2 separate regions of the Hordeum vulgare genome follow, and region 1 is linked to region 2. Evidence: chromatin contacts called from public Hi-C data. All regions are on one chromosome and are shown on one strand. Each heading gives the region's core, a stretch centred on a gene start, on an enhancer-like site or on the middle of the called end of the contact. The rest is flanking DNA. Distances are from core to core; before and after follow the strand shown.

Region 1 (3,885 bases), core at 37-2,536, 74 kb after region 2:
AAATTTGTTCTTTTTAACACTTTCGTCCATTTGGCCATTGACGGTGTTAAATGATACCTGAAAAGATGATTTTACCCCCGATGAAGTTGTGATCAAAATTCATCACATACAAAGTAGTCCAAAATTTGGACAGATCTTCTCCCGAGTCCCGCCCCTCAGCTCCGATCTCGTTTGCCGCCGTCAGATAGGACCTCAGCATTGACTAGTCCGTGACCATCTACCTACTGGCCAGACAAAGCTGCCGCCGCCGGCGGCCTCTTCATCCTCCCGGCCAGCGACTTCGACATGTGATGTTGTCGTCACCCCGTCGGGAATGAGCTTCGTTTTCTTCGCTGTAGTGACTCCAACCTGTGGCGCTGCCTTCAACCTCCCCCTCGAGTTGTTGCCGAGCCACCCGCCAAGCCACCCCCACCTGCTGGCGTCGCGCACTGGCCGGGCCCCTACGGCGCAGATCCATCTGCGGCACGACCGCCGTCCATCTCGTTAGGGTTTGGGTGAACGAGAGAAAGGGGTGGGTTGGGTTCTGTCGAGGGAGAGATGCGTCGCTCGGAGGTTTCTCTCCTTTCTCTTTTTTTTTCTTATGGACATGGGTTGTTTCGTTAATGCAAGTTTACTTTAACGGTGTGGACTAACAAAATGGATAGAAATGTTAGATAATGCAAAATATTTACACTCGAAGTTAGATAAGGAAGAAATATTTCTTCTATGTTAGATAAGGAACCAACATTTAAAATAGTGTTATATAAGGAATTTTCTCTATGTACTTTCAGAATGGGACATTGTGCTTGTGCAGATCATTGGTTCGACGGATGTGCAGATAGAACTGTTCACTGGTCTCGATCGAGTTGAGGTCGCAATACCTTATCTTGTGTGTTTCAGACGAAGGCAGGAAGGAGCAGTAGCAGTTTCTTATCTTGATAGCTTTGGGCTACCGGAATAATATAATGATTCTGGTCGCTGACTACATCATCCTTTCCTACATCTCCCACGGTATACCAGCGTGTGACCGAAAGGCTTGCTGGAGTACACGCACGACGAACGTTATCCATTTACCCTACATGCAGGTTTTAGTATGTACGTATACACGCAGCAGGTTCAATGTATCTATCCTATACTCCTCGTCCTAGGTGTTGGCTCGTTCGCATCATCTTCCCCCGTCGACGGACGGACGACGGACCCTCCTGGCCTGGCAAACGAAACGAAATGAAACGGGCAAAGACAGACAAGAAAGGCAGGGCATGTGCATGTTTGCAGCCGCACGAATCGGCGCAGGGGCACGGCCGGTTCATGCGGTGCCGCCGCACCTGCCCATACCGGTGCGGGTGGGCGCGCACCACCGCCGAGAAGCCCCGTGTGGCCATGCGTGCTTGCTTCGAAAGTCGCGTGTCGCGTGGGCTCGTGTTCGGGCAAGCTGACCTTTATGTCAAGCCTTGCACGGGGTTCGAGCCGTGTCACGTTGGCCTCGGGCTCAAGCCCGAGAGGCAGAACATGGCTCGGGGCATGGAAGCGTGCGGCCGGAAACTTTGGGCACGTAGGAGGATAGAGCACATGTCCGGTTTCTCGTGGCGGGCGAACGGTTGCACGACGACCCGATCGAGCTATGGCATGTCGTCCGGATGACCCGATTCGTTGTGTTTGGTAGCATTTTCAACCTAGCATGGCCGTTTTTTTTTGATACATTCTGACTCTGAACATGTTAAGTACATACATTTGATATTGTTTGGTAGTGGTGTATGTGTTGAGACATGTTAAGTTGAAAATCTGTTTGCTATCTTGCATCTGTTTCGACATGTCGGTTGATATTGTATTTGTTTAAACATGGAATATATATTTTTTTTTGAAAATTAAACATTTTTAAATTTCGAAGTTTTTTTTGAGAGTTTAATCTTTTTTGAAATGTAAACAAAATTTGAAAATCTGATTTTTTTTAGAAAAATCAAAATATTAGAAAATTCAAACAGGTTTTGAAAATTTGTAAATTCGTACATTTTTTGAAAATTTGAACAAAATTTGGAAATCTGGATAAGTTTTGTAAATTTTATAAAATTTTAAAAATCAAGACATTTTTTGAAAATTTGAACAAATTTTGAAAATCTGGATAATTTTTTGTGTTCTATTCTGAAAATTAAATTGTTTTTTAAATTTTAAACATTTTTTGAAACACATTGTCGCTCGCTCTGTGGGTGTTCACTCTTCGTGCATGTTGAGAGGGTATTTAGGCTGAGCTCATGCATACTATGAAGGCCCTGTATAGCCTACTAAACATTTAAAATGGGCCGGGAAGGAAACTATTGAGCTGATGCACCCTCCGTACACTCTATCAATCACTTAAAAGTCGATCGAGAAGGGACCGACGAATGCATTGCAAAGGATGCGTACTGCAACCCATAGATACTGTACGTGCGAAGGAATATGTTTTATTTTAATACAGTGGTTTGTTTACAGTAAACACATGGAGCTGTTTGCCCTAACTTCTTCTAGTGAAATTATTTTCCCTAATAAACAACAAAATTCTTTATAAAAGATGAGCACCAATGTGAATCAGTGAATCCTAGTTCGCGGGCAAGTCGACGGTAGCAAGTACCCATCGCCCGCACCGTGACGGAGCGATCCGGCTGTTCAGTGGCTCCCCCGCAGGTTTTGAAAGATTCTAGAATCTTTACCTCGACCATTTCTTTTCAATTTTTTTGTTTTCTACTCTCAGTTTTATTTTGGTAATTACATTTTTTGTTTGTGTTGTCTTTTCATTTTATAATTTGAGAATCGCAATTTTTTAAAAATTAATGAATTTTAGAAAAATCTGGGAACATTTCTTTAACCCATGAACAGTTTATAAGATCATAAATAAAACTAAAAACAATTATAGATTATTTTTCGAAATTTTGAATATTTAAAGAAAAATCATGAATATTTTAAAAATTTATGTTTTTTAAAGTAGTTATAGAAAAATACATGTACAAATCCCTTTAGAATCAAAGAACATTTTTTAGAACTTCCACGGTAGTTGATTCTTTTAGGAAGTTTACAAGAAAAAATAACTAGGTCCGGCATTGTTTTTTCTCTTCTCGGGGAAAATTGCTTTCTCACCACTAGGTTGCGCGACGCAAATCCTTGTGTGCGCGTAAGAGCAAGATCAGCAGCTCCCTCAAAACCTCCCCCATTGGTATTACATGGGAGAAGACCAGAAAAACTGCCTCCAGCAGTTCCCTGAAACCCTTCCCTTTTCTTTGGCCTCCCCGAAAACGGCCTCTCTCTCCCCTCTATCTAGGGGAACGACGATCTCCTCGATCCCCTCCCCGACTTGTTGGAGGAGGCAAAGGCTCCGTCCGGAAACCTCCCTCCCATCACCACGCCGCCGTAGCCACTGCATCAGGTTCGTCTCTTCCTTGATTTTGTCTCAGATCCGAGAAAAATAGAGAATACAAGGGAGGGAGAGGGGGCGTCGCCATGTAATGGGTAGTGGGGGCGCGGCTGATTTGGCAAAGGAGAGGGCTCCGGCCGCCGGAGAGGGTGGGAGGAGCCCAAGTGCGCGGCGGCGGCGGCTTGGGGCTGGAAGAAAGCGTCGCCGCGGGGGGAGGCGTGAAGCAGTCAAGCGGCATCAGCAGCACCTGCGGGTGGTAGCACCACGGTGCGCGCGGGTAGCTGCAAAGCACCGGCAGCGGGCTCGCAGCCATGCATGGCCGGGGGCACACAGGGACAGGGCGGGGATGAGGTGGCTCGGCCGCGGGGCCGCGGGGAGAGGCGTGGAACCGAGGGGCAGCGACTCCGACGCTCGTGAAGTGGGCGGGGAGGAGTGGAATGGGGCCTCGCACCAAGGGGGTGCGGCTCCGGCGCTCGTGAAGTGGGCGGGGAGGAGTGGAACGGGGCGATCGCACGGTGCGCGCT
Region 2 (3,856 bases), core at 748-3,247:
ACCGGCGACCAGTTGTTAATTATGTTGAAAACTGGACTGTTTTGTGGCCGTGAAAACTGGGCCTTTGTTAATGTTTATCTTATTAATGGTTTAAGCTTTTTAAACAGAGTTTATTTTTTTTAGTTGAGTTTTTCTTTTTTTTTAAATCAAGTCCGACGCGGACATGATTTGGGGTGCGGCTGCGCGGTGGGCGCACGCACGACCCAACATACAGAGTCGGACATGCGCGAACCCATTGCCGTCCCAAACGGACAAAATCCGGCCAAACCGGACGTCTGTTTGGGGACGTGCGGTGGAGTTGGCCTAAGCCGGCAAGTGGAGGCGCGCGCTTGCTCCCCATCACGGGAACGAATGAGTCGCCCGCGCGGACCACGCAACAGTACCGCCTCCCCCCCCCCCCCGGCCGTTGCCGCCTGGCTGTACTCCACTCCACGATAGTTGTCTCATCTACGATGCAAGCAGAGTTTATAGCATGTTTTACCATTTGGCACGTTTAATGGTAAAGAATTTCCTTCCCAGACTTGAAGTGGTTGACAACATTTTCAAACCGCTCACATTGTACTGCGATAATGAACCCACAGTTTTCTATGCGAATAACAAGTCAAGTGTTGTTGCCAAGCACATTGACCTAAAGTATGGTGTTGTTCAACATAGAATCGAGGATCACACAATTAATGTTAAGCATATCAGTGTGACACGTATGCTTGCGGACCCGCTTACTAAAAACTTGCCACCCAATATATTTCATGAGCATGTAGCCGGCATGGGATTATTAGAAGGCTCTTGATTCTGGAATTATAGGACAATAAAAATAAACCTCTCCCCCTAAAGTAAGATGTATTGCACATTGAAATAGGATGTGTGCTATGAATATTATGGTTCAATGGCACTTCATTTCTTGTTGTAACACCTTACTCTGGTATATCATTCCTATGTAGAATTGACAAAAGTTATTAAGCCTAACGATAGAGAGGGAGAATTTTGGTATTTGATCAAGGCCTAACGGGCTGAAAGGATAAACATAAAGGATAAGTATTAACGCCCTTGTCACAACTAATGTGTCCTGATCAAGGGCGACCTAACCAACAATGGTTTTGGTCCCTTCTTGCGAGCGCACATTACTAGATGGAGAAACAACCGGCACCTACGAGAGGCTAATTCACATACGGTTTACTCCTGCTTCCCATATCCGAAAACCCTAACCGGTCTCGAAGAGCGCTGCAGCGACAGGAAGATCAACTTCAAGTTATGCCCATGTTTAAAGACAATGTGAGTGGCGCCCGGAGGGACGCCGCTACCCGCTGCTATCGTCTACTCCGAGCCTACATAACGCATGGATCGAGCAATCACGGGACTTCGCATCGCCTACACCAATAACTGCTTCCATTGATGGTAAGATCATAACCCATCTCTCTCATCTATGCAATTAGGTGGTCTAATGGTTAGGCTTAAGATCCAATCACGTCAACCCTACTGGACTTGTTTTCTAACACTCCCCACAAACCTCACACAGTCCACCATCTGTTGTGCAGTCAGGCATCTTCATGCAGCCAGCATCATCGCTCAGAAACAGAAGGCCATCAACTAATTCTCTACCAGGCACACAAAAAAAAGTTGCCAGTTCGCACCCGTCGCGCGGGCGAGACGAAACGGGGCAACATCCACCGTGCTTCCGTGCGACGCAGGACAACCTCGGCACTGTGGAAACACCGATCCAGCCCAGCATCCACAACGCGCCAGGCACAAGCCAGAGGACGGAGAGGAGTGCGGAGTTTAAGCCGGCAAGTGGAGGCGCGCGCTTGCTCCCCGTCACGGGAAGGATTGAGTCGCCCGCGCGGACCACGCAACAGTACCGCCTCCCGTCCCACCCCCCCGTTGCCGCGCGCCTGGCTGTACTCCACCCCACGTGATGCCTCGCTTCCCGCTCCCCTCCGTCGCCAACGCTGGCTGGCTGGATGGATGGATGGATCACCCACAACCCCGACCTATCACCGAGATCACGTTTTACTCCCGTCGCAGACTCGCGGGGCCGCCTCCCCCCGCCCCCTCTACTTAGTACGCGCTAACACTCGCGTACTGCTGCTAGCTCGGGAGCAGCTCGCTCATCAGTGCAGTAGTAGGAGTATTAGATAGCGAGTGGCGTACCAGCCAGCGTACGTGCGTCCGTGGCGAGGAGATGACGGGGGAGGACGCGGTCATGGCCGCTGCGGCGAGCTCCGAGTGCAGCAGCGGCTGCCAGTCCGGCTGGACCACCTACCTGGAGGACGACAGCTCCTCCTACTCCCGCGGCCACGCGCGGCTCCACCTCCACGCCAAGGGCCGCTCGTCCTGCCACTCCGAGGAGGCGGAGGAGGAGGACGACCTGTCCATGATCTCCGACGCCTCCTCCGGCCCGCGCCAGCTTCAGTACTCGCCCGGCTCCGACCAAGGCGCGGCCGCGCTGGCCAAGGCGCAGCGCGCCGAGAGGAGGCGTCGGACGGCGGAGCCTGCGGCGGCGAGGCGGCAGGGCAAGACAGCCTCCGCCGCCGCCTCGACTCTGCTCGAGGACACGGCCAGCTCGCCAGCCTTCTTCAACTACTCCAACGTAAGGCACTTGATTTGATTCCTTGTTCCTTTCTCGTGAGTTGTTCTGACGCGCATTAGCTATCATCCAGCAGGTGATGGGCTCCCCGGAGGCCAATGTCTACGGCGGCGCGGCCGGGTCGGCGATGGAGTTCAGCAATACACCCGACTTCTCATCCACCTTCTTCTCCACGACGGGCTTCGAGGTGCGCACCAGCGTCGAGCCGCATTAACGTCGCCTAACTAATTCCTTGCTTATATTGTGTGCTAATCCGCGTAGCATGTATCTTCTGGCATTGCAGTCTCCCTTGAGCGGATCTCCTCTGGGCAGCTACCTGCAAGTGCAGTACTCCCCTGCCCCTACCAAACCAATGCCCACAAGACAGGTGACTATTATCCCCACCTTTTTCCACTCTCTGATGCACACTGGCAGCCTTGCAAAGTTGCAATCTTTTACAATCTTATGTACTAGAAACTTAATTGTTTCTGTTTTTTTTTTCTCGCGCAGGGGTGCAGAGACGGAGGTGACAAGATCGGGAGGTGGTGAGGCCGTCGCCGTTGGCCGCCGTTACGCGGCTGCTCTGCTCCGTTGTGTTCTCGGAAGCCGAGAGGAGGCGGGCAGCTAGGAGAATAGAATAGAACGAGTTTGCGTTGCGTCGCGTCGCGTCGCGAGAGTCTCTCTTTCAAGTCTTGAGGCTGAGTTTTCTTCAGTTCAGTTTTCGTTAGCTGCTGCTGCTGCTACTTCATTTTTCCTCGATGCTCTGCGCCTGTGTCCGTCCTGTGTTGGCTTCACCATGACTGCAGTACCTGTCGTTGCTCCCCGCTTTTGAGCTGTCAGCGCAGTGGGAAACAAAAACCTGAGGGAAAAAAAACAAGCGGGTGTGACATCTTTTTTGCACCACATGCGTCTCCTGCACTGTCATGATGGCGCCCCATCTCCATCTCCATCTCCATCTCTCTCTCAGGTTCGCGAGCGTTGAAGTCAACCGCTCCATCCACCATCTTTGAGCTGAGTTGATTGACGATGGAAGCATCTACTGCCCTCTCCTCTTCTAGAACTAGATATTTTGAATAGAAGGTTCAGAGAAGAGGAACACGTATGATCAATGTCAACCAAGTATCGCCATCCACTAGAAAATTGATACTTGAAAATTGAGTAACTACAAGACTAGAAGCAAATTACTGTAATAATGAAAGGGAGAGCAAAGCTGTTAGCTACTAGACTGCATTCGTTCGGGTTCCACGTAGGACTTTTCTTAGTTTGTCGTGTTTGATGGTAACAAAAACAAAAGAA

What was found. Hi-C and Micro-C count contacts between places; a contact is called where the count stands out from the background.
Region 1: a Hi-C map of seedling shows a contact between it and region 2, with 3 times the contacts expected there. The contact joins the enhancer-like site here to the promoter of LOC123446894 in region 2. A contact is called at or near these places in 3 of 6 Hi-C or Micro-C datasets (leaf and seedling).

Annotation. Positions count from the first base shown.
Region 1 is chr4H:546,522,290-546,526,174 of MorexV3_pseudomolecules_assembly, forward strand. No RefSeq gene overlaps it. Among protein-coding and RNA genes, the nearest start is that of TRNAL-AAG, 20 kb to the right of the region's middle. Within about 2 kb of position 1,287, at least 1 of the 3 cell types and tissues checked has open chromatin away from gene starts, as enhancers often do. A contact at or near this core is called in seedling, where this site is marked.
Region 2 is chr4H:546,447,718-546,451,573 of MorexV3_pseudomolecules_assembly, forward strand. LOC123446894 (protein SOB FIVE-LIKE 5) reads left to right here and starts at 1,998. Exons shown (of 4, transcript XM_045123437.1): 1 at 1,998-2,584; 2 at 2,658-2,768; 3 at 2,865-2,948; 4 at 3,071-3,460. The coding sequence starts at 2,177. The coding sequence ends at 3,109.